4 separate regions of the Mus musculus genome follow, and all the other regions are linked to region 4. The links are chromatin contacts, called in public Hi-C, HiChIP or PLAC-seq and Micro-C maps. All regions are on one chromosome and are shown on one strand. The core of a region is the stretch at or near the end of the contact, and the rest is flanking DNA. Distances in the headings are between cores, read along the strand shown.

Region 1 (5,811 bases), core at 478-2,977, 590 kb before region 4:
CCCTGGCTTTGGTCACAGCCAAGTTCTGCGGGACCCACTGCCCCTCGTTCGACAATACACTCCACTGTGTGTAGCCATTTATGAAAGGTCAGAAATGAACTGAGAAATGGCTGGAGTCAAAAACATGTGGCCCTATAAATATCAGAGTCAGACGGCTTCAGGCATTTCCCCAGTCTCGTTTCTGCTCCATTCAGCTGTCTCCGCAAGCCTCTGCTGAGGTGCCTGGCATTTTGTGGGCACCTTACTTTGTACAGTTCTGCAGAGGAAGCTACCTTCTTCACTTGCTGCCCTTCTTGCCCAGCCCAGTAGCATAGAACCATTAATAGAGTTGTTTTGATTTGTTTTTGTTTTTTAAGTTAGAATTTCTTCTCGGGAGCCCTGGCAGCCCGTTCTGCAATGCTCTGTCTTATTTTAAGATTTTCCACTTTGCATTAGTAGCGACTTTGCCTAGTTACCGACCTGACACCAAAGGTGTTCTGTGAGCTGAAGGGTTTGCAGATTTGGGCTCCGTGAGTCCTATTGGGACATTGACCATGACATTAGCTGCCAGACTGGATGACTTCGAGATGACACTGGAGCACCTGTTCATGGATGTGTTTGTAAGTAAAAGCTTTCCATTCCCACATGCAAGGATTGTCCCTGCAATCCCAAATAGGGATTGTGTCCCCATATGAACAGAAGCTTCTAGCTTGCAATTGTGCTGTTTCTACTCCAATATACAGAAGGGGAAGTTGGGGTGGGGTGGGGTGGGGTGGGGTGGGTATTGTTCCTAAATGTCCAGTGACACAGAACTGCCCACATGGATCAATGCCACACCACTGGCAGAGGTGTGGCATTTTGAATGAAGTCAGCTCTAGAGGTCTAAATGAATGGGCGGAACAGAGAAAACAACACTTCCCACTACCCCCGCAGAGATCAAACCACTTCTGTTTGCGTTCCCTGGAGGAATCAGATTTGTTTGTGAAGCAATCATTCCAGAGGGCTGGGGGTATGGGGTGGGCAGTGAGGAATTCACAGTGCTCAAAACACTGGTGATTCCATGTAGAGAAATGCAGATTACTAGGTAGTGCCACAAATCACACTGTCCACAGAAACTGGTTTCATATGGGTTCTCCAGGAATTTGTTTGATAAGATGAAGCTGTTTGGTTTGATTTATTTTCCTTTAAAGAAAAGGGCAACCGACAGGGAACACACACACACACACACACACACACACACACACACGCACCTCTTCCCACAATGATTTTCTGAATTTTAGCAAAAGCCATGTCAACAAAGTCACTCCCCCAGCCCAGCCACCGGGGCTCCTTACACTTTGGGCTCTCACTATGGGGCACAGGTCTGCTCTCTGTGGGTCACTGATGGTGAACAGGGACTGCAGAAGCAGAGGCTTGCAGGTGGCAATGCAGCTGGAAGGTGTTGGCCTGTGCTCTTTCCAAGAACAACAGTTGTTCTGCCAGGGGAGACGGCCGCAGCGCTTGCTGTGAGGGCACACCGTCTGTGTTTAAAATGAGGAAAGGCCCCAGAGGGCTGGCCTTTCTTGGCTATACATCACTGGGGCCCTTTCAGGGACTTCACAATGAATGGTGTATTTTGGCAGACAGGAGAGTCTGGAGCATTACTTATTATTAATTTATAATTTGTCTTCAAATGGATACCATTCCATGCTGGCGGGATTCCCAGAGGGCCGGTCTCTTGAAGGAGAGTGTGGGGAGCTGAGTCACTTGCGTCCATTCTGATCATAGTCATGGCACTGAGAAGTAAGCTTGAAGATAGAGTATGTGGTGGACCGTGGAGAGGGTCCTCCTGCATGTCTAGTCCTCGGTTGTCAGGTCACGGAATGTATAGTATGAAACTAGCATTGATCTGACTCGCTACCACGGCCTGAAGTCTGGCAGCAGTGGGGCAGGACTGAGACAGGGGGTGGACTCTGGCATAGCAAAGGATCAGTGGGAGTTTGATTGTCTCAGAGGGGAAAAATAGAATAAAAAAATGTCTTAAAATACTCCAAGTTCATTAATTTGTTGCTTTGACCTCTCTAATTTCCCTTCTACTCCCTCTAAACTCCCATAGTCTTGTTTCCATGTCTGGCAATGCTCTCCCTCTTCAAGAGGATGCTCTCAAATGCCCCATCCTTTTAAATAAATATCTCTCAGTTGATTATTCTAACCATTTTTCCGATCCCAATTGGACAGTTTGTTCGCCCATGCTCTTGAGGAGAATGTTGACTGCCCTGCTCTGTCTCTTTCCCCTGGCACAGTGTCTCTCTGAACCTGAAAACAGGCTGCCAGTCAGCACGCACCAAGGCTTCTGTAAGATGAGAGAGTCGGTCACATCACTTGTTTCATAATCCCTTGTTACCACGTGGGGCTTCGCTAGCTGCAGCTGTGCAGCTGCCTTCAGTTCCCAGCACCCGCATCACACCACCTTTACCTCCAGCTCCATAGGACCTGATGTCCTCTCCTGGCCTCCAAGGGTAACTGAACTCATATATACCCCCTGCCAAACAAATGCATACATCTAAAATTTTTATTAATGATAAATATTTTAAAAGAATAGCAAGTATAGAATTTCTTGTTATATGTGAACTGCTTCTGCTGTCAGTCCATCTTCCTCTTGTTTCAGAAGATGAGAAGACTTGTTGCTTATCTCTCATCTCTAGTAGGCATAGCTCAGTGGCTCTGCCTTCCACGGACATTCCAAGACCTCTCCATAGACCAACTGAAGAAAAAGGACAACAGGAAACCAAGCAGATGTCATGAAACATTCTTTGTTGCATTAAATAGCTTGATTATCTACACTTGAATCTATCCTTTCAAAAGGAGGCAGATGCCTCCAGCTCTCGACTCTTCTGTCTAGCTTCTGTTGCCAGCATTCCATATGCACATTCTTATGACCATCCAGAACTTTCTCATTATTAACCTGTTATGCTGAGTTCTTTCTTAAATATTATTTATTTATTTTTATATAAGTACTCTGTAGCTGTCATCAGACACACCAGAAGAGGGCATCAGATCACATTACAGATGGTTGTGGGCCACCAGTAGTTGCTGAGAATTGAACTCAGGACCACTGGAAGAGCAGTCAGTGCTCTTAACCACTGAGCCATCTCTCCAGCCCCCTTATGCTGAGTTCTTATCTGGCTCAAGCTTCCTCTAACATTGCTCCTTCTGTTTGCAACTTTATTTTGATTCTTATCAACATTTGTGCATGGCAATTTCATGAACATAAAAGTCGAATACTAGAAGGTTTATGAAGAAATCTTCCAGGTTCCAATCCCTTCCTTCCAACCTCTGAGTCCCTCTGAAATCATGTTCTTCCAAATGTTATATCTGGTGGTTTTCTTAATAATATGTTATCTTAGACACTTTTATATTGCTGTGAAGAGACACAATGAACAAAGAAACATTTAGCTACGGTTTTTGCCCATAGTTACAGAGGTTAGTCCATTGTTACTGTGACAGAGAGCATAGCAGTACATGATGCTGGAGAAATACTTACATCCCAATCTGCAGGCAGACAAAGAGAAAGAGAGAGCTTGGACCTGGCATGGGCTTTTGAAACTTCAGATCCCATCCCCAGTGAAATACTTCTTCCTTCATTAAGGTTATACCTACTCCAGCAAGGCCACACCCCTAATCCTTCTAATCCTTTTAAACAGTTCCACTTCCTGGTAACTAATCATTCAAATATATGAGCCTTTTGGGGGACAGGAATTACTACTCAAACCACCACATGTATTTACATAGTAATTTCTTAAATACCTAATTTTGAAATTGTATGCTGCCACCCTGACAGATAAGGATTTAACTTTTGGTGTATGTGTATGTTCCTGTGTACAGAGGTACATACATATGTGTGAATGCACATCCATATGTGAGCACACACATTTGGAAGCTAGCAGACAGGTGTTAGTCTCTCACTGGTCTAAAGCTCATGAAGGTCAGGGTTTAATCTTAGTCAGGGTTTCTATTCCTGCACAAACATCATGACCTAGAAGCAAGCTGGGGAGGAAAGGGTTTATTCAGATTACACTTCCATATTGCTGTTCATCACCAAGGAAGTCAGGACTGGAACTCAAGCAGGTCAGGAAGCAGGAGCTGACGCAGAGGCCATGGAGGGATGTTACTTAATGGCTTGCTTCCCTGGCCTGCTTACTTGCTTACTTATAGAACCCAGGACTACCAGCCCAAGGATGGCACCACCCACAATGGGCTCTCCCACCCTTGATCACTAATTGAGAAAATGCCTTACAGCTGGATCTCATGGAGGCATTTCCTCAAGGGAGGCTCCTTTCTCTATGATAACTCCAGCTTGTGTCAAGTTGGCACACAAAACCAGCAAGTACAACCATTGAATTTCAAGGATGAACCTGTATACACCTCTCCAGTTCTTTTGAAAACAAAATGTAAGTTGGGTTGGTTCCTGGGATCGAACTCAGGTCTTCATCCTGTCAGGATAAATATTTTACTTGTTGGGCCATCTTCTCAGTCTGCAGGTCTCTTATACCCCCACCCCCAACTCACACACACATTGCTCCTTTCCCCACTTGTATTCTTGATGGACTGATGTTGCAGTTTAATGTAACACCTAGTTTTATTGTGCTAACAAAATATTGTTTATATCTGAGAGATAGAATAAATTATAACTACATATCCTGATGGGCTTTACAACTTTATGTTTTTCCTGGAATTAATAATTGTCTCCTTCTAATATTTTCTTAATATCCCATATTCTCATCAGCCATTTAAGAACTTCAATAGAGTTATATGACTTATGTCAATTTGGAAGCTTTATTAGGCTCAGTTCACTTCCATTTTGTGGTGGGGTGTATCTTTTCTAGACCTTTCCATCCTTCATCTGTTAGAGGAGTTCCCTTCTTGGTCTCCTGAATAGCTGTCTTCTTGATACCTCTCTTGCTCATCATCCTTTTGGGCCCCCTTTATATCTCTCCTGCGTCCAGTCCTCCTTTGCTTGGAATTCTTGTTGGCCCCTCTCTCCAGGCTCAGTGTTCAATCAAAGTGCTGAAGAACTTGATCTCCAGTGTTCACAAGAAGTAAGTCTACCCATTGTTGAATGGCTATCCTATGCTTTTCATTAAAAGACCATGTCTAGTGTTTGCTCGAGTGATGTTGAAAATCAGAGCTACATTTTCCGGTTTGACTCCTCTCTTAAATCTCATCTCAAAACATCCAAGCACCAGAAACTAAGCATGTCCAGAAGCCACTCAGCATCTTGTCAGAATTCCCCCTCCTTCTATGCATCTGTCATAACAGATAACATTCTTTCTCTAGTCTCCCAGATAGAATTTATAGAAGAGTAATATCCAGGTTCTAGACTTTACCTTTCCCCATTTGGACTACTGCAATAGCCTGTGACTACCCAGTTGACCTTCATTCCTTCATTCACTCTTTGTCAATCAGCTCCTCAGAATGAGTGTCGCTTCCTTGCTAAAAGTATACATTGTAATGGCTTCCCTTTTCTCATAGAATGAGGCTGCCCTCCTTATAGTTTCTATTGCTCTGATGAAACACCATGACCAAAAGCAACTTGGGGACAGAAGGGTTAGTTCCCCTAACAGCTTGTAAGCCCATCACTGAGAGAAGCCAAAGCAAGAACTCAGGGCAGGAACTGAAACAGGAGGCGCACAGGAATACTGTTTACTAGGTTTCTTCTTGAGGCTTGCTCAACATGATTTCTTACACAGCTCAGGACTACCTGCCCAGAAGTGGCTCCACCCACTGTGTGCTGGGCCTTTTTGCATCATTCATCAATCAAGAAAATACTCCCACAGGGTCGCTCACAAGCTA
Region 2 (5,241 bases), core at 150-2,649, 830 kb after region 4:
CAAAACAAAGCCAACTCATGCGCAGGAAGGGAACTGCAGCTGTACTGAGTGGCACATGTTCAGAGCTCTGATGACACACACTTTTGATTATTTCTGCTTTCTGGAGATGTAACCATCAAGCATGAGCCCCGGAGAGAACCGCCCCTAAAGACTCACTGATCCTCCTCCCACCCGGACATGAACCCCAGCGCCGGGCATCTGACCCTATGGTGAGATGTACACACAGATGAAGCTCTGACCACATGTCACTCTGAATACTGCGAAATTCTTCCCTCCCATCATCCTGAGGCCAGCCAAAGTCTTGTCTACACCTAGTACGTGCATATGTCAATTCCATAGGAATATATGATGTAAGGGTAGGACCAAAAGCTGAATTTCCTCGTGACCACTTTCGTCGGCCCAGTGCGCCCATACACACGATGAGTAAGTGCACACAGCCAGCGATCAGCGAGATCCACCATGCTCAGCCCACAGTCACGCGTGGGGAGAAAATCAGTGGAGGGCGGTGGTGGCAAGGGAAAAGGAAAGTCGCCCGCCCGCGTGGGCTGTTCTCTGCGCGCCCTGCGCTCCCCTCCCCCGCCCAGGAGAGGTGTCAACCGTGGGCGCAGACCCACGCGGTGGACTCGCGGAGGGTCTCCATAAGAGCGGACTATGGGACAATGAGGACGCATCGACCAGCCAGTTTCTGCCGCGGTGGCGGTGGCGACGGTAGCAGCAGGAGCAGCCGACGCTGCTGCCGCCACCGATGCTACTTCCACCCGCTGGTCCCCAGCACCCACTTACGTTCCGAGGGTCTCCTTGAACTCGAAGATCTTCTTAATGTCTTCTGCTTGCTTTTTCCAGGAGGAGCTGCTCTCGCCGTTCTCCCGGGCCATGGCAGACTAATGCTGTAGGGCGGCCGAGGGTTGCGCTGGGGAAGGGGCGCCGGAGGCGCGGCGCGGGCTCCGGGGGATGCCCGGCGCCGGGATGCGGAGCGGGAGGATGCGGAGCGCAGGGAGGCTCGGGCTGCCGCAGAGCTTCCTCTTCGGCAGTTTCCTCTTTCGCCTTGGCTGCTGCCGCCGCGGTCCCTCCCTGGCTCTAATTTCTACTGCTCTCCGGCAAAGACTTCCTGCCTCTGCCGCCGCCTGCCAGCCTCACTTTCTGCTACTTTCTTGCCTGGCTCCTGCTCCCTCCCCGCCGCCCGCCCCACTCCCCCAGCCCGCCTCCTCCCGCGGGCTCCCCGCCCTCCCAGTGCACCCGGCAGCCTCCCCGCCTCCCGCGAGGCGGCCTTCGGGGATGTCCCGCTCCCCCTCCCCTCCCCAGGAGCTCCGTGCTTGGGCGCCGGGATGCAGCACTTGACCACGGAGCCACGCACGCTCCCAGGCCGTCCGCGCACCCTGGGTCCCCGGGCGAGGGCGGGTGGGAGAACCCAGCAGGTGCAGGGCGCCGGAACGCGCGGGGGAGCCCTAGCCTTTAGGGAGCTTTATTATGAAGTCAATGCTGGGGGCGCCCGGGCTTTCCCTCTTCGAGCAGGAGGGGGCGCCTCTGCTTGGCGCTCGGAAGCTCTCGGCAAGGTGGGGTTGCGCGGCTCACGGTTGCGGGGCGCCCAGGGCGGGGCGCCTTCGCATACCCAAGAGCCGGTGACCCAAGCCTGCTGTGCAGGAGGGCGGGTGGGGGCTTGTTGTCAAGGCAATGGGCGGCGGCCTGGATGGAGCCATCGGCAGGCGGGCGTTGACTCCTGGCCGCAGCTTTGCCCCAGCAGGCGCTCCCGGAGCTCGGCAGTCACCTCCGGACTCCGCTGCTGGAGCTAATTCGCATTGCACCAAAATCTGCTTCACGTCAGTTTTGGAGCAGCTAAAGGAAACCTCGGGATGTATCGGACAGGCACGCCCAAGACGAGCCAATCACCGCCTGGTGGTCCCTTCCGGAGTAAAACTCCAGGGGTTATTTGGCGGCCAAGTGATGGGTGGATGCGGGACATGGTGGCTGGCCTGGCCCAGAACTGGAGTGACTGGACTGACTAGTGTTTGAACCCTTCTGATTTCCTCTTTCTCACTTTACTCCTGATGCTCTGAGGCCGTGGCCAAATTACACCGATTCAATGGAAAGACGCCTCTCTCTAGCGCCTTCCCCCATCAGCATACCCCGCAAGTGGCTTACTTAGAAGGTTAAGGTAGAAGCAGAGATACATTTTCCTCAGGCCTCTGGTCTCCAGAGTGAACTTTGACCTGCCCACTCTCACCTGGTATTCACCTGTTAGAGGACAGTAGGCAGCGTTTCCAGTTGGTCCTTTGGTTCAACTGGCAGGGACTACTACCTCATGATAGGAAATGTTAAGTTTTCTTTGTAGCAAGACTTCCTCTCCCTTAGAGCTGTTCGGCTGAATTGAGTAAACAGCCCTGTCTCTTAACTGGGGACACCTGTCCCATTTTCCCAGGACTGTTCCAATTTGAGAGGGGGGAGGAGGAGGAGGTGTGAATCTGCTTTCAGAAAAAGAAATCCCCCCCCCCCAACACCTCCCCATTGGTTCAGACTGGCCAGAGGCTCTGCCTTGGAGCCCTTTGTGGACTCCCAAGGAGGTTAGAAGAAAAATCTACCTATCCCTAGATTCTCAGTGCTGTTTTCCACGTTTCTTTGGCCCTTAGTCCTAAGCTCTTGAAGCTGAGAACAGCAGAGAAGAGGGTTATAACCATTGGTTGTTTAGGAGTGTGACAACCGAGTCATATGATCATCATGTTAAGTGTATTTACACAGACCTGGATGCTGCACACACCCAGCCTGTGGGATACACACGCTCACGGGCTTGGAGGTTGGGGAGAAACAGCCTATTGCTCCTAGAGCCATAATGAACAAAACATGAAATTAAATCAAGCACAAGACAAAATGATGCAATCGAGAGGCACGGTAAATACAAGATACAAGAGGGTACTGCCGGCATAATATAGCAAACTGACTTACAGTCAAGTTTTCTTTCACAAGCAGAAGAAACATAATCTAAAAAAAAAAAAAAAAGTCCAACCCACTAAATAGATAATTCAGTAAGAGTCATTTACTATCAAGCATTGTCTACCTAAGGAATGATATCTACAGTATTTCTAGGCAAAGCACACCATCGTAGGTCTGTTTACATCACCAATACCACAGACCCATGAGTAATGGGTCACACTGATGTTATGACTGGCTAAGAGGTCACTGGGCCATAGGAATTTTGCAGCTCCATTATAATCTTATGGGATTAACGTCAGAATGTCATTATGCCCACATGACTGTGCTTGCTTTTACAAACCCAGAAGAAATCGTACAAACAATATCTGAGGGGTGGGGGTGGGGGTGGGGGAGAACTAAGGAACCTCTCTCCAAGATGGAGACATGCCCAAAGTCCAAAGCATACAGCACCCCTCCAGTAAGAGCTGTATACACTGTATCTTATTGCATAAAGCATGGGTCAACAGAACCCAGCGACACTGTCCTGTGCCCCTTCTGTATCGTTTCCTTTCTCCTTCTCCATCTCCCTCTCTTTCCGTTTGATCAAAGACAGGCAATTCCAATCTCATAAGAAAAGCAGAGATAAGGACCTGGGAGATGGTTCAGTAGGTAAAGTGCTTGTCTTGCACATGTGAGGACCTAAGTTTGATCCCCCCGAATCCAGGTGGTTTGGAGTATATTTTTTGTTTCTGTTTTTAGCAATAATAATAATAAGATAATAATAATAAACCAGCTGCGGTGACAAACACTTGTAATCCCAAGGCTAGGAAGGTGGAGATGAGAGAATTCTGGAACACAGTGCCCACCCAAACAGCCAGCCTAGCCTACTTGGTGAGTTCTAGGCCAGTAAGAGATCATTAAAAATACTACTAATAAAAAGTGAAGTGGATGGTCGATGAGAGTGGCAACTGAGGTTGTCCTTTCTCCTACATACACACACACACAGCCATGCCCGTTTCCTACCAAGCCACACAACGCTCCTTGAGAGCAAGCCCATGACATTCCCATTACTGCAGACATTTACACACTGTGGCTGGACGATAAAGGAATGTCGCCTGAATAAAGAAGCAGACCTCAGCCGACTCTCTGACACTTGCTGTGTGAGTAGCAACGCTGGGAAGGAGCTCGCTTTCTTGTCCAAACTCCATAATGATGTTGGTTCACTGATAAAAAGCTATTTCCATCTGGAGTAGGTTCTTGAGGGGGGTAAAATAGCTTTTTAATAGAGAGCTGGCAAATCACACCCAGAAGCACAGATCCAGTGGCCCGTAGAAAATGGGAATGCCAAAGACACATTCATTTGGACTGTATTATTTTCATTTCTCCCTCACCAGATGCCATGTAAAATAAACAAAAGCTCTTGTTCCTGGAAGGAGCAATTAAACATCAAGCCTTCTGTCCCTTAAGAAGGCATCTGGGGCTGGAGAGACGGCTCAGCAGTTAAGAGCACTGGCTGCTCTTGCAGAGGACTAGGGTTTGATTCCCAGCTCCCATACGGTGGCTCACAGCTACATGTAACGCCAATCCTGAGGGATCTGATGCCCTCTTCTGGCCCCTGTGGGCACTGCATGCATCTGGTATACACATAGATGAAAACCCAGAAAGGTTTAAAAAATTAAAACTTAAAAAAGAATACTTCAACCTTAACCTTGCAAACATCACAATTCTATTTATTGGACAGTCGATCCTTAGACTGTCCTCTGAAGTAAGCGCCCATCCGTTCCCAGTTGCCACAGTCTCTGGCTGAAGAGCTGATAGCTGCCAATCACTCTGTGTTTCATCCCTAAGTCTCTTTTCAATAAACTCCAGCCTGTCAATCAGCAGATGTCATCTCTTCAACAACTCTATTCCAAAAAGCTTTGGCAGGTTTTCTGGATTATTAAGGCTTGGATTCTGCTAGAGTCTGAATGGTAAAGGCCCTTTGGGGATCCGAGTTTGAAAAAGCCTTGCTCCCTATTATGACTTTACTGAGAGGGAGCTGAACCTTTGAGAGGTAGGGCCCAATGAAAGCTCTTTAGGTCACCGAGGTATGACCTTTAAGAAAAATGTGGGATACAGGTCTCTTCCTCCTACCTCTTACTCAGAGGCGAGTGATTTTAATCTACCACAATACTTCTGACGTAATACATACCCCACACCAGAGGGGGGACTGATGTGCACAACTGGGATTCAGATAAGCCTTTTGTTTCTAGATGGTTATCATTTCATTGTTTGTGGGCTTTTCTTTTCCTTTGCCGTTTGCATGAGTTGTTTTTGATTCGTTGGTTTGTTTTGGAT
Region 3 (5,365 bases), core at 1,665-4,164, 730 kb before region 4:
GTGAGATTGCAAGTCCAGAGTTAGAGGCTGCCTGGGCTTGCTGGCCAACCAAGTAGCCTGACAAATGAGCTCGAGGTTATCTGCGAGAACCTGTCTCAAAAATTAAGGTGGGGAAGGACAGAGGAAGACACAACATCAGCCTCTTGCCTTCTCACAACATGCACACATACACCTATGAAAGAGTGGGAAAGACACATGGCAAACAACCCCAAGTTCCAGGAACTTCGAGTTTGAGAAGTTGAACATAAGCAACCCCAAGAGTTATGCCCCTCTTGGAGGTGCTATATATAGGATCTTCAAAATTCCTTCCCAGAATCCCTTCCTCTGGCTTTGGTGGGCTGTTCTGGTTCCAAAAACCCATGCTTGGAGTCTGTCAGACACCAAGCAGCCCAAAACAGGATCAGTGTAACTTTTTTTGTAAGCCCTGACACAGTTCTGCTGTGTCCTACCCACTTAGGAACACTTGGAGAGAGGCAGAGTAACAGGGAGCAGTTGTGCCCCGGCTAAAAGGTCAAGGAGCAAACACTGTGTATGTCTGCAAGTGGTGGTGAGGGGTTCTGGGATCAGGACAGGTGTGAAACAAAGCAAAATGTTCTAGAGCATCCATCTAGGGCCTAGAAGCAAGTCATGGATGTAGCTTGTTGTAGTCACAGAGAAGCCAACACAGTGAAAGTCTGTGTGGCACACAGAGTGAGTGAGAGCATCTCCACAGGGAAGACAGGAAGGTCTGCCAGACAGGAAGGGAGGTAGGGGGTGAGCACCGGGCTCTTCCTTGAATAATGGAGATCGAGCTTCTCCCATGACACCCCCAAAGTAAGGCCCGTGGACACGTAGAGGATAGGTATGGAGAGGAGAGCGGAGTAGAATGAGGGATGGAGATGAGGGAACAGAATTCTTTGGAGACAAGCCACTTTAAGTCTCCTGAGAGAGAGCTGACAGTGAATGTCCGGGAAGGAGAAATGTCTCACAGGCAGCAGCCCTTGAAGTCAAGAGGAGGTCACACGAGCACATCGCATACATAATCACTGTGCCAGTGTCATGGGCACAGAGTGAGGTCACGGGGACGGGGGACGGGGGGGGGGGGGTGTTGCATCCGCCACAAGGTTGTGGACCAGGCCTTAGGCTACACTGTTCCCACTGTGTCCTTAGGAACTTGAAGGGGTCTGACCCAGCAGACAGCAGGTGCATTGTAGCTATTTGATGAATGACTGAAAAAAAAATTGTAGGAGACTCCAAATACTTGGATACTGAATAAGACCAACTAAGATAGTTGTGAAGGGAATACGGTCTGGAAGCCACCCCAAGGTGACAGGAATCTTTTATATCAGGACATGGGCTTATTCTCCGTGTATCTGGATGATTTGCTGGTATGGTGAGAGTCTGGACAATGAGATGAGCACTTGGCTCAGGGAGAATGTAATTTCAGCCTGATACATAAAGTTGAATGGAGATGCATTGAGCATAGAGAACTCCAGTGCAGGCGGAGAGGTCAGTCAGGAGTCGAGAGAGTTCCTTAGCCCATGGTTTTGAGAACTAGTGGAGGAAAAGTGGATTAATACATGGTTGAGGGTGTAGTGAAGGAAGACTGAGTAAGAAGGTCCACCTGCAGCTTCATCTTGGAGCTGTGTTGGGAGTCGGGTATAAGAGAAGCAGGTAAAAAGAGGGACAGGTCCCATTCCAGGGACAAGAGACAGATGGCGGTAGGTGTAAATGCCATAGGTCAGCTCACGTCTGCTGTGTGCATCAAATGTATGTATGAATATGCCCTCAAGCTCTTGCAAAGACATGGGTGTTCTTAGGTATGGTGACACACTCATTCATGGAGGGGCAGGTTTTGAATTCTTACCACACAGATAACCCTTCAAGCTGAAGGAAGTACATCTGTTCAGGTTCATTCCATTCCAGTTCATTCCATTACACTCCTCTTTGGTATGTTTCTTCCATTGTCTGCTTTTTCCAAGTTGCTGGCAATACTAAATGAGATACCTAGTTTTGGCAGTATAATACACACACACATACATATGCACAAACATACACACAAACACCACATGCACACAAAATCCCCCATTATGCCATAGACACCCATTTATACATATATACACAGACAGGCATGTACACATAATCTCCATTATGCCATACATACTATATACACACTACACTACACACACCATCCACACACGCTACACTTACACACAAGTCCTCATAACACACATACGCAAGGAACCCCCATTACAAATCAAACATACTATACATACATACTACCCACATTATGCACATACACATACACACACACAACTCCTTATAGCACATACCCACACATACATAGCTCCCAAATAACACACACACACACACACACACTGTTTAATGCTCAGCCTCTCTGGAATAGAATCCATACATTTGATTTTGAAAGTTTTCTGGAGAAGGTGTGTCCAAACATCTGATCAAACATCAAAAATTCCAGTTCCCTGTCCAGATGTTGTGTCTACACTGGGTTTAACAAATGGTTATTTTGAAATATGTAAGTGACACGATTTTTTTTTCTGCTTTCTGCATATGGACCAGAAAACCATCTGAATAATGGTGTCAACTGATTCCATTCAGGATCCCCCTTTCTAATGAAAGACGAATAGATGGATGGATCTACTCTCTCACTCCTGAGAGAGCACGCTGCCTAGTGAAGCCGAGAGGCTGGGAGCGCCAGGCAGCAGCAGTTCTGTTTGCCTCTTCTGTTTTGGGTGAGCTGCCCTGTAGTTTGTTCAGACCACTTTTCTTGGCTCAAATACAATACCTAAGACAGAGATCATTTGTCAAGTGAGCACGGTACACTGAGAGCTGTAGGCAGATTATGGAAAGAGAGAGGGAGGAGAGAGAGGGAGGAGAGAGCACCGGAGAGAAGAAAGAGGGGGAAGAGGGCGAGGAGTGGAGCAGACTTCTCCCCGTACATCCTTTCTCGGGCACCTCAGGCACCAAGAATTCAAGTTAGACTGCTCGCGGTGCAGAGGCGCCACCCGCGAGAGGGGAGCCACTGGAGGCTCCAGGCATGGCTCTTTTCATGTGGGATGCTTAAGGACTGCAACACAGACAGAGTAACTTGCAGAGAAGAGAAACTGGCATGAGGATTCCGCCAAAATGGAAGGGCTCCTATCTCCGATGAGAACCAAGGTAAGGGGGACTAAACCCTGGTTTCTTTGCGCGCTCCTTGGTGGTTTAGGGAAGGCTCACTGAAAAGGAAGATTATACTAGCTTTTGTCTCGTTTCGGAACTAGGCTGGCGAATGCAACTGGACCTCTCAAAGAATAGCTTTGCCTCCAAGGCAGAGCTACTACAATCAGTGAAAAGGGGAAGGGGGCGGGGGGCCATCTGTCAGCGTGGACAATGGGAATCTTAGTAAATGAGTTTGCCTCTCGGTTGATTAGACAGCCATATTTTAGCAGGATTTCCAATCATTCTTGCTTTGGGACCGGAGCTGCCCTCCAGCTGTTGGTGTGCTTGCAGGAAGTACGGATTTCTCTGGCTGCGCTGATGTTTCGCAGGATGAGTCCCGCTTTTAAGGCAAAGAGCATGCCCAGCTTTCACTGGAACATCCTCTGGGCTCCTCCTCCGGTTCAGAGCGGAGGATGGGGAAGCCTCTCTATTGAAAGTAGGTTAATGCATTCTGGAGAGCGTTTTGTTCTCAGAAAACTCGCCGACCTGAACAAGAGATTTCAGGGCAGCGCTAATCAAACACACCTTGAACTTGTTCCGGAAGCCTATAGAAAAAAGCTCCAGGAGACTGATCCCAACCTCGTGGACATTTTTCTCCTTGGTTGGAGTTTGCTTTTTACTTGAAAAGGACTGCCTTGTACATGGACTTTCCCAAGGAAAGCTCAGATGAAGAAAGGGCTACTGAATTCATGCATAACTTTGAACAGAGGCTGAAAGTTTTAAATAACGCTAGCAATATTATTTTTCTTAATTGATTAATTTTAAAATTTAGGAGGCAAATAGCTCTTTAAACATATAACAGTGGTGAAATCAATAGGATCAGGCTTTTATTTAACTCGTTTCTTTGATGTTCAGCTAGGGTTAAAAAACAAATAGAGCCTTTTGTCAAGGAAGTGGTCTTGGTTGTTTTCTTGTTGTTTTGTTTTTGTTTGTTGTTGTTATTGTTGTCTGCCCCTTCTAGTTAAGGGGCATGACTGTGACACTTTGAGACAACATTGGAATGTTGGGACATGCATGAAAGCACCACAGCATGTGGGGGTGGACATTCTGCTGGGTTCACCCGTCCTTTGATAATCACCCTTCATTAGAAGGACAGCCCCAGTGACAGTTGCTACAAAGCTTCTGATTCCAGCCCCTTGGCTGGCTAGCTGAGAGATCTCCTTGGAGACCTGTGTGGTGGCCTGTTGTTCTCTCCTCCCCAGGTGATGTCAGGTTGCTTGCAGGCAGTGTCTTCCAAATGTTCTTCTCTGGAGGTAGCAGGCAGAGAGCATACAGTTTTCACAGCTGCAGAGAAAATGGCAAATGCAGTTGGCTTCTCTCTCTTTATTGACAAGCTGAGATCCGAATGCTTGGTGGAATGGCTGTGGAATCTGTTCATTTGGCCAGCTCCTGAAATCACTGCTGCAGACAAACTGTACTCTCCTAGCGGTTCTTGCTGAGGCTGACTATGTCTAGCAATCTGAGCATATAACCCCATACAAGTCCAACTCGCACGGACTTCAAGGGGAGTTCCCTATGGAAATGAGATATACCCAGACACTCCACAAATCAAGCAATGGGCCCATTAAAATGGCATGCTAAAGTATCCAGGAGAAATGGACATCTGTGGGTCAGATTGCGCATGTACTATGTTTACTGGCTGAGTTCTCATCATGGTTGGTTCTTTGACCATCACGTCATCTAGTACACATTGAGATTAGAGGCTCAGGTCCTTCCAAAGTTCAAACCTGATATTACTACACACCAAATGGACTCTGGTTCTGACCCTTCCGTTGCCAGGTTACAAGGGATTTGCCCCTGTGCTTGAATTGCTTCTGTGATTTCCTTTTTAATCTCTTTTATTTCTGACTCTGGAAATTGATATCTCCCTATTTGAAATTTCAGCGTACATTTGAATTTGGTAACCTACAATAAGTCCTGCCAGCTCAGGGAATGAGACCTGACTGCATAAGGATCAAGAACAAAATCCCACTCCTGAGCCTCATCTTCAGTCTCTGAATTGCTGAGTTGTGTGTTGTTGAAATGAGCCAGCGATTTTAATTTGCCAGAGTCTGACAATACTGGTGATCTCTTGCCTTTCTTAAACTTTGATCACACTATGCCCTATTAAGTCTACTCTGGAATGTTTTTTCATGTTGATGAGGATTTAGCTCGAAATGTC
Region 4 (6,042 bases), core at 3,389-5,888:
TGTTGGGTAGCTCTCATGTGCCTGTAACCCCAGCTCCATGAGACTTGACAGCTCCAGCTTCTTCATGTGCCAGCGCACATACGCCCCCACACAGACACGGACATGTAATTGAAAAGTCAGTCTTTAAAAAGAAGTTTAACATAGTCAACAACATTTACTTAGTTCCTTCCTCCCTTCCCAGCTGCAGAGCTGTGATTTTTCTTAGAATCTTGCTAGAAAACCCCTTTACAGTAAAGGGAGATGCCCTAATCCTGGAACACGATCCTAACCATGCCTAGCTTGACCTCATCAGGTAATAATCCCATTGAGGTACCACTGGACCTACTCTAGAATATCTTGCACCAGAGAGAGAAAAAGGGAAAGGTTGCTTAGCAACCCTCTGAGATGGTCCTTGAAAGTCACTAAAAAGATACATAAGTCTATCACTACGACACTTAACTGTTATTTTTCCTTGAGGAGCCCACACGCAACTTGGGTGTGTCTTCCTCACTCCCAGAGCACCTCTCTTAATTCCCCTATCCCCACTTAAGACCCCGGTTTAAAATGCCATTTAATAATCCACAACTCTTAAGAAGCCCATACTCAAGCCCTGAGAATCTTTCTGTTTCTGATACACCCAATTCTCCTCCTGCCCACTCCTGAAATTATTTTGCGTGGAAGCCAGGGATCTATCTGATTTTACCTGACTCGTTTCCCTAAATGATCAGGGGAAAGTCCTCAGCCTGCAATGGGAAGCCAGTGCTGATCTGTGTGTCCCTGTTCCTTGCCTCTTCCAGGAGCCGGTGTTTGAGGACCATTCTTGGGTGTCCCTCTCTATCCCTGGCCACTGTCTTCATAGAGCTGCCTCTTTATGTGCTCATGTCTCCACGCCAACTTTTTAAGAAAATACGTTGTATCTACGTGTTTTTATCTGCATGTAGGTATGTATATGCACCACATTTGTGCTGATGTCTAAGGAGGTCAGAGGGAGAAGGCATTGGGTCCCCTGAAACTGGAACTAGAGGTGGTGATGATGAGCCATGTGGTGTGGTTCGAGTCTTTTGCAAAACAGCTGAGCTCTCTCACTAGCCTGCTAGGCTCATCCCTTCCTCCTTTTAAATTTATATTATGTTTATGATTATTATTGTTGTTGTTGTTGTTATTAGGACAGTTCTCACAGTATAGCCAACCAGGCTGACTTCTCAAGCGCATGATCCTCCTGCCTCTGCTTCCCAAGTGCGGGGATTCCAGGGTTGCACCAACACGTCGGCTTGCTTTGCTTTTTTCTTGTCCTTTTGCTGTGTGTTTGTGTAGGTGCCTGTGTGCCGTGTGATGATGGGTTGGAGGAGAGCCTGAGGCATCGGTCCTTGCCTTTCTGCCTTACTTGAGACAAGATCTCTTCAGTGCTATGGAAGCCAGGCTGGCTGCCTCCCACCTCCTTCTAGGCACATAGGACTGTAGTCAGCTGCCCTGCTGCTTTAATGTACATTAAGTGGACTTTTATACGGATTGGGGCATTCAAATCCAGGTTCTGAGACTTGTCCAGCAAACACTTGTACCCACTGAACTATCTCCGCAGTCCTGTTTCCTCTGCCTTAGAACACACCAGCCATTAGATTAGGACCCATCTATATTCGTCTTGATTCATTTTCATGATTTCATTTGCAAAGATCCCATTTCTTTTTTTTTTTAATTTTTTTATTTATTTTATATATATGATGAGTACACTGTAGCTATCTTCAGACACACCAGAAGAGGGCATCGGATCCCATTACAGATGGTTATAAGCCACCATGTGGTTGCTGGGAATTGAACTCAGGACCTCTGTTAGAGCAGTCAGTGCTCTTAACTGCTGAGCCATTTCTCCAGCCCAAAAGACTCCATTTCTACAAGAATCCTTTTGCCCTGCTGTTTTGACAATGCTAGAGATGCAACCCAGAGCTTCTCACATTCGAGATAGTCACTCTACCAACAAGCTAAACTCCAGCTAGCCCTGTTTTAAATAAAGCCACCTTCATATATACTGTGGTGATGTGGTGCAGCTTGAACATATCTTTTGGAAGAATGGGAGGCTACCACTCATTGCACCTACCAGATGTTTCAAGGGTAGCTGGTTAATTCTTATTTCTAATAAGCCTCAGCATGGTAGTACAAGTCAGAGAAACTCCGTCTCAGATGGGATCACTGGAACCTAGGGATGTTAGGGAGGTGTTTCCCAGGAATGGGGTTCTGAGGCCCTTTCAGGTGAGCTCTCTGGAATTACAAACTGGCAGAATGGCTGACTAGAGGGAGTTCCATAGCAAAGCAATACAGGTAATTAAAAAAAAAAAAAAGCCATCGTGAGCACAGTAAGATGGTCCACTGGGTAGCTAGCCTCAAGTCTAGTGCCTCCCAGTAAATCAAGGCATCTGTGTCTCCAAGACTCTGCAGTCAACACTGCTGAGAGTTTTGGAGTCGGAGTGTAGAGCTCAGTGGTAGAACTTTTGGCTAGCGTGTGAGGCCCTGGGTTCCACACAGAACTTGAGAGAGGCAGAGGCTTGCTTCAGTGCTGCTGGAGACCTCCGGCGGTGTATGGGGGAGGAGAGGGTAGACCTGGAGGTGCCTGTTACCTTATAGGGAGGGAAGAAAGCCTTGCTCACATTTCCATGGATACAGTGCTCTGTCCAAGATCTCCCTCTGGGTTAATCCTACCTCTCTCCGGGGCTTAGGGTACCATGCGGATGACACACAGATTTGCATCTCAAAATTCCAAACTGCTTTCCCAGTTACCTGGAGTACTCAGCAGGCACAGAACTTAGCATCTTGAAGGTTGAAGTTATTGCAAAACTTGTTAGCTTCCCAGCAGTTCCAGTATCAGAAGTGTCAATCACTGGTCATTCAGTCCCCAAAATTAAAACTGGGGGACCTGGCCGGGCAGTGGTGGTGCACGCCTTTAATCCCAGCACTCGGGAGGCAGAGGCAGGCGGATTTCTGAGTTCGAGGCCTGCCTGGTCTACAGAGTGAGTTCCAGGACAGCCAGGGCTACACAGAGAAACCCTGTCTCTAAAAACCAAACAACAACAACAACAACAACAACAAAAAAAAAAAAAAAAAAAAAAAAACCCTGGGGGATCTGATACTTACCCCTCTCTTCAGTGCACATTAAATCACACCAAACCCTTCCCTTCTGCTGCTCCCCAATGCTTCCAGTTCAAGTACACATGCAGGCTTAGTACAGCTTCATTAAAACAATAACCCCTAACCCAGGGTATTATTCCTCCATCACCACTGAGAAAGAGCATCCTTCAACATTAACAAAGAGCTAAGTCTCCTTGGAGGGACACACAAATCTAGACATGGGGTCCTGCTGTGTCATCCACTTTTTTTTTTTCTCATTGTGAAATCTTTTGAAAAAAAAAATCACTTTTTTTTTTAACTAAGTGAGGAACAAAAAAAAGTTACATTGTTTAAAATGCAAAATCAAATTTAAAAGGCAGAACCGGACAAATGTAACTGTATAACCCTTTCCCTCTGGCTTTGGAGTCCTGGTGTGGTATCTGGTGAGGCTGTGTTTGTGTCTTCTGACCATTCAGAAGAAACTCCACGTTCATCAACGATAAATCGATGTCCGAAGTCTGATGCTAAGGAGCCCAGGTGCTACTGTATTCTCCCAAATGTATTGTGGAGAAAAGACACAAAGGCAGGAGATGCCTGTGTCCATCTCGCCACACTTTGCACCCTAGATCCCACTCCTAAGAAACAGGCAAATGGCAATTTCAGGAATGAAAAGGACATCTGCGGGGTGTACGAACCTAAAGACAGCCAAAAGATACAACAGTTCTGCTTCTAAATAATCGGGAAAATGCGAACCTATTCCTAACCAAGTTTGCTCTGCTCAGCTTTCCAGAGAAGTCCTTCGAAGGGACACGCTCTGCACCAGCAATGCAGTACGAAGTCGGAAATCTGAAGTTACTTCAAGTGAAACCGCATTACCAATGTCAATTCAAGCACACAGGATTAGTCTGCCATGTTTACTTGGACATGAGAAGAACAAATGGTATAACCCGGACAACATAAACTCTCCCTCCCCAAAATGCAGATCAAAGATTCAAGAAACTTCACAGAGCATTTGCATATTTCACTGGGACTCCAAAGAAATGCGGAGCTACGCTCAAACAATAGAATGAAGAAAAGATGGGAGTCACTGAGAATGGAGCGCGGGGTTAAGTTGGGTTTTCAAATGTCTCACTGGGGGCGACCTTGGCTCCTACACTCTGCACATTGTTCCCATGGGCACAGTCTCACTGCAGCAGAGATTCGGGAGCAGGTATTGCATCCCGTGGGTGATGCGGGGATCGCACCCAGCCAGGTTGTGCAAAAAACAAAAACACTCTGTTCCCTTCTCGCGGGACAGAGATGCGAAAGTAGGTGGCCCCCATCACTCAAGGTTGCTGCCAGTGCTGCTCGCAACTTTTGAAATCAATCTACCCCCCCCCCTTTTTTTTCCTTTCTTTTTTCTTTTGCATCATGCAACGGATGCCACCGTTCCTGGGGTTTGCAACCCCCCACCCCCTCCCCCGAGACCAATCATTGCCGCGCTCGGGCCTCTGCACAGCGCCCCCGCCCCCTTCCCGGGCCGCACGCAGCCACCACCGCCGCTGCCACCGCCACCAGCAACCCGGAGGCGCTCCGGCCACCGGCCCGCCGCCTTAAAGGGAGGTGGCCGCTCTTAAAGGGACCCTCACGCGCCCGGCCGGCGGGAGCGCGGCGGCCCGGTTCCCGGAGGGCCGCGCCCAGCCTAGGCCGAGCTCCACGCGGCGTCCGAGCGCCCGGCGGTGCCGCCGCCACCGGGAGCAGCATTTTTTTTTTTTTTTTTTTTAAATTCAGGCGACGCTTAAGGGAGCCCAGCGCGCCCGGTGCATTGTGGGAGCGCCGCGGCCCGTTTTCGGGAGGAGGCGGAGGGCGCAAAGCGAGCCGGTAAGCGGCGGGCCTGGCGAGGGGGGGCGAGGCAGCAGGCTTAAAGGGGAATAGCGGGCCGCAGGCCCGGCGCGGCCGTTGCAAATCCCCCTCCGGGCCGCCCGGGACCGCCGGGGAGCCGTGCACCGGGGCCCTTCGCGCGCCCTGCCTGGAGAGGGGGCCGAGCCCAGGCTTTGGTGGGGCCGCTTTAAAAAAGAAGCGCCGCCCGCGCCGCTGCCTCCTCCGCCGTCGCCGCCGCGGCACGCGGGGCCGGGGTTGGGAGGGAGGAGCGGAGGGGGAGGGCGGCGGCGGCCACGCAGGGGTTAATCTTTTCGCCCGCCGACATTTTTGTGTGGCGGCGCGGACGGCGAGCCCGCGCGCGCGCGCGCTCTGCCTTAGCCGCCCAGTGTCCTGGCGCCGAGCCGCGGGCCTCCCCGCCCCCACTCGGCCCTCGGGTCCCTCCGGTCCCCGCCGGCGACGGTCTCCGCGGCAGCGGCGACGCGGGGCCTGCGGTGCAGCATGGCCCTGCCGGTGGCCTGCCCGCGGCAGCCGCGCGGCGCGGTACAAAGAACGCGGCCCGCGCCCGCCGTGCCTTTAAAGGCGGCAGCCTGAGACTTAAGGTGTCCCCTGAGTGGCATCCTCCGCGCCCGGCCCCATGGAGGGCGCGGGGTCCCGGCGCGCACGCCGCGGCGCCCGGGCCTGTGAGCACGCGCGGGGCCTGGGGGCTGGCGGGGAGGTAGGTGTGCTGCCCCACCGCACCCCGCTGCCCGAGCCCGCCTCCCGCGGGAGCGAAGGGGTTAAACGCGGGCTTTAAATATTCATGTCATTGTTTTAAAGGTGTAAACATGTGGCTTCCAGGTCGGACGCACTCCCTCTACCCAAAGCACACCCCAAATTCCATCCTTTTCAAATAGCTGGAGTTTCCTTTGAGGCCAAACCGTGTGACTTAGGTCTCCTTGCACTTGGGAGTTTTTTAACTGCTGAGTTTTCTTGATGTAAGGCGTTTTTAAACTTTCCTAACCAGAAAGTGTAGGGAAAATAAGGTAAAAGAAAGGTGCTCTTCGGAGTCTCTCTCCTGCCTTTTGGTTGAGGCCGTGAGGATTGGAGGTAGGAAAATAGATTCTTTAT

The links. A called contact is a pair of places that touch in the nucleus more often than the background predicts. HiChIP or PLAC-seq counts read pairs in DNA pulled down with a chosen protein or histone mark.
Region 1: a FOXA1 HiChIP or PLAC-seq map of pancreatic cancer cells shows a contact between it and region 4. The contact joins the enhancer-like site here to the promoter of Sephs1 in region 4. A contact is called at or near these places in 2 of 39 promoter capture datasets (the 3T3-L1 cell line and hippocampal neurons) and 2 of 115 datasets of contacts at active chromatin or transcription factors (embryonic hindbrain and pancreatic cancer cells).
Region 2: a contact with region 4 is called in a Micro-C map of embryonic stem cells, with 9 times the contacts expected there. The contact joins the promoter of Camk1d here to the promoter of Sephs1 in region 4. A contact is called at or near these places in 4 of 484 Hi-C or Micro-C datasets (CD4 T cells and embryonic stem cells), 4 of 115 datasets of contacts at active chromatin or transcription factors (astrocytes, large pre-B cells, memory CD8 T cells and 1 more) and 2 of 9 other capture datasets (adipose tissue and liver).
Region 3: a Hi-C map of bone marrow-derived macrophages shows a contact between it and region 4, with 15 read pairs. The contact joins the promoter of Frmd4a here to the promoter of Sephs1 in region 4. A contact is called at or near these places in 1 of 484 Hi-C or Micro-C datasets (bone marrow-derived macrophages), 3 of 115 datasets of contacts at active chromatin or transcription factors (astrocytes, embryonic forebrain and forebrain) and 2 of 9 other capture datasets (adipose tissue and macrophages).

Annotation. Positions count from the first base shown.
Region 1 is chr2:4,285,079-4,290,889 of GRCm38.p6, forward strand. The region is part of intron 1 of Frmd4a (FERM domain containing 4A); the gene reads left to right. Among named protein-coding and RNA genes, the nearest start is that of Gm39752, 41 kb to the left of the region's middle. Within about 2 kb of position 1,728, at least 40 of the 459 cell types and tissues checked have an H3K27ac peak or open chromatin away from gene starts, as enhancers often do. A contact at or near this core is called in pancreatic cancer cells, where this site is marked.
Region 2 is chr2:5,713,363-5,718,603 of GRCm38.p6, forward strand. It overlaps Camk1d (calcium/calmodulin-dependent protein kinase ID), which reads right to left and starts at 1,400. Exons shown (of 11, transcript NM_177343.4): 1 at 784-1,400. The coding sequence starts at 875.
Region 3 is chr2:4,149,949-4,155,313 of GRCm38.p6, forward strand. It overlaps Frmd4a (FERM domain containing 4A), which reads left to right and starts at 2,915. Exons shown (of 23, transcript NM_172475.3): 1 at 2,915-3,162. The coding sequence starts at 3,130.
Region 4 is chr2:4,876,926-4,882,967 of GRCm38.p6, forward strand. Sephs1 (selenophosphate synthetase 1) reads left to right here and starts at 4,639. Exons shown (of 9, transcript NM_175400.6): 1 at 4,639-4,935.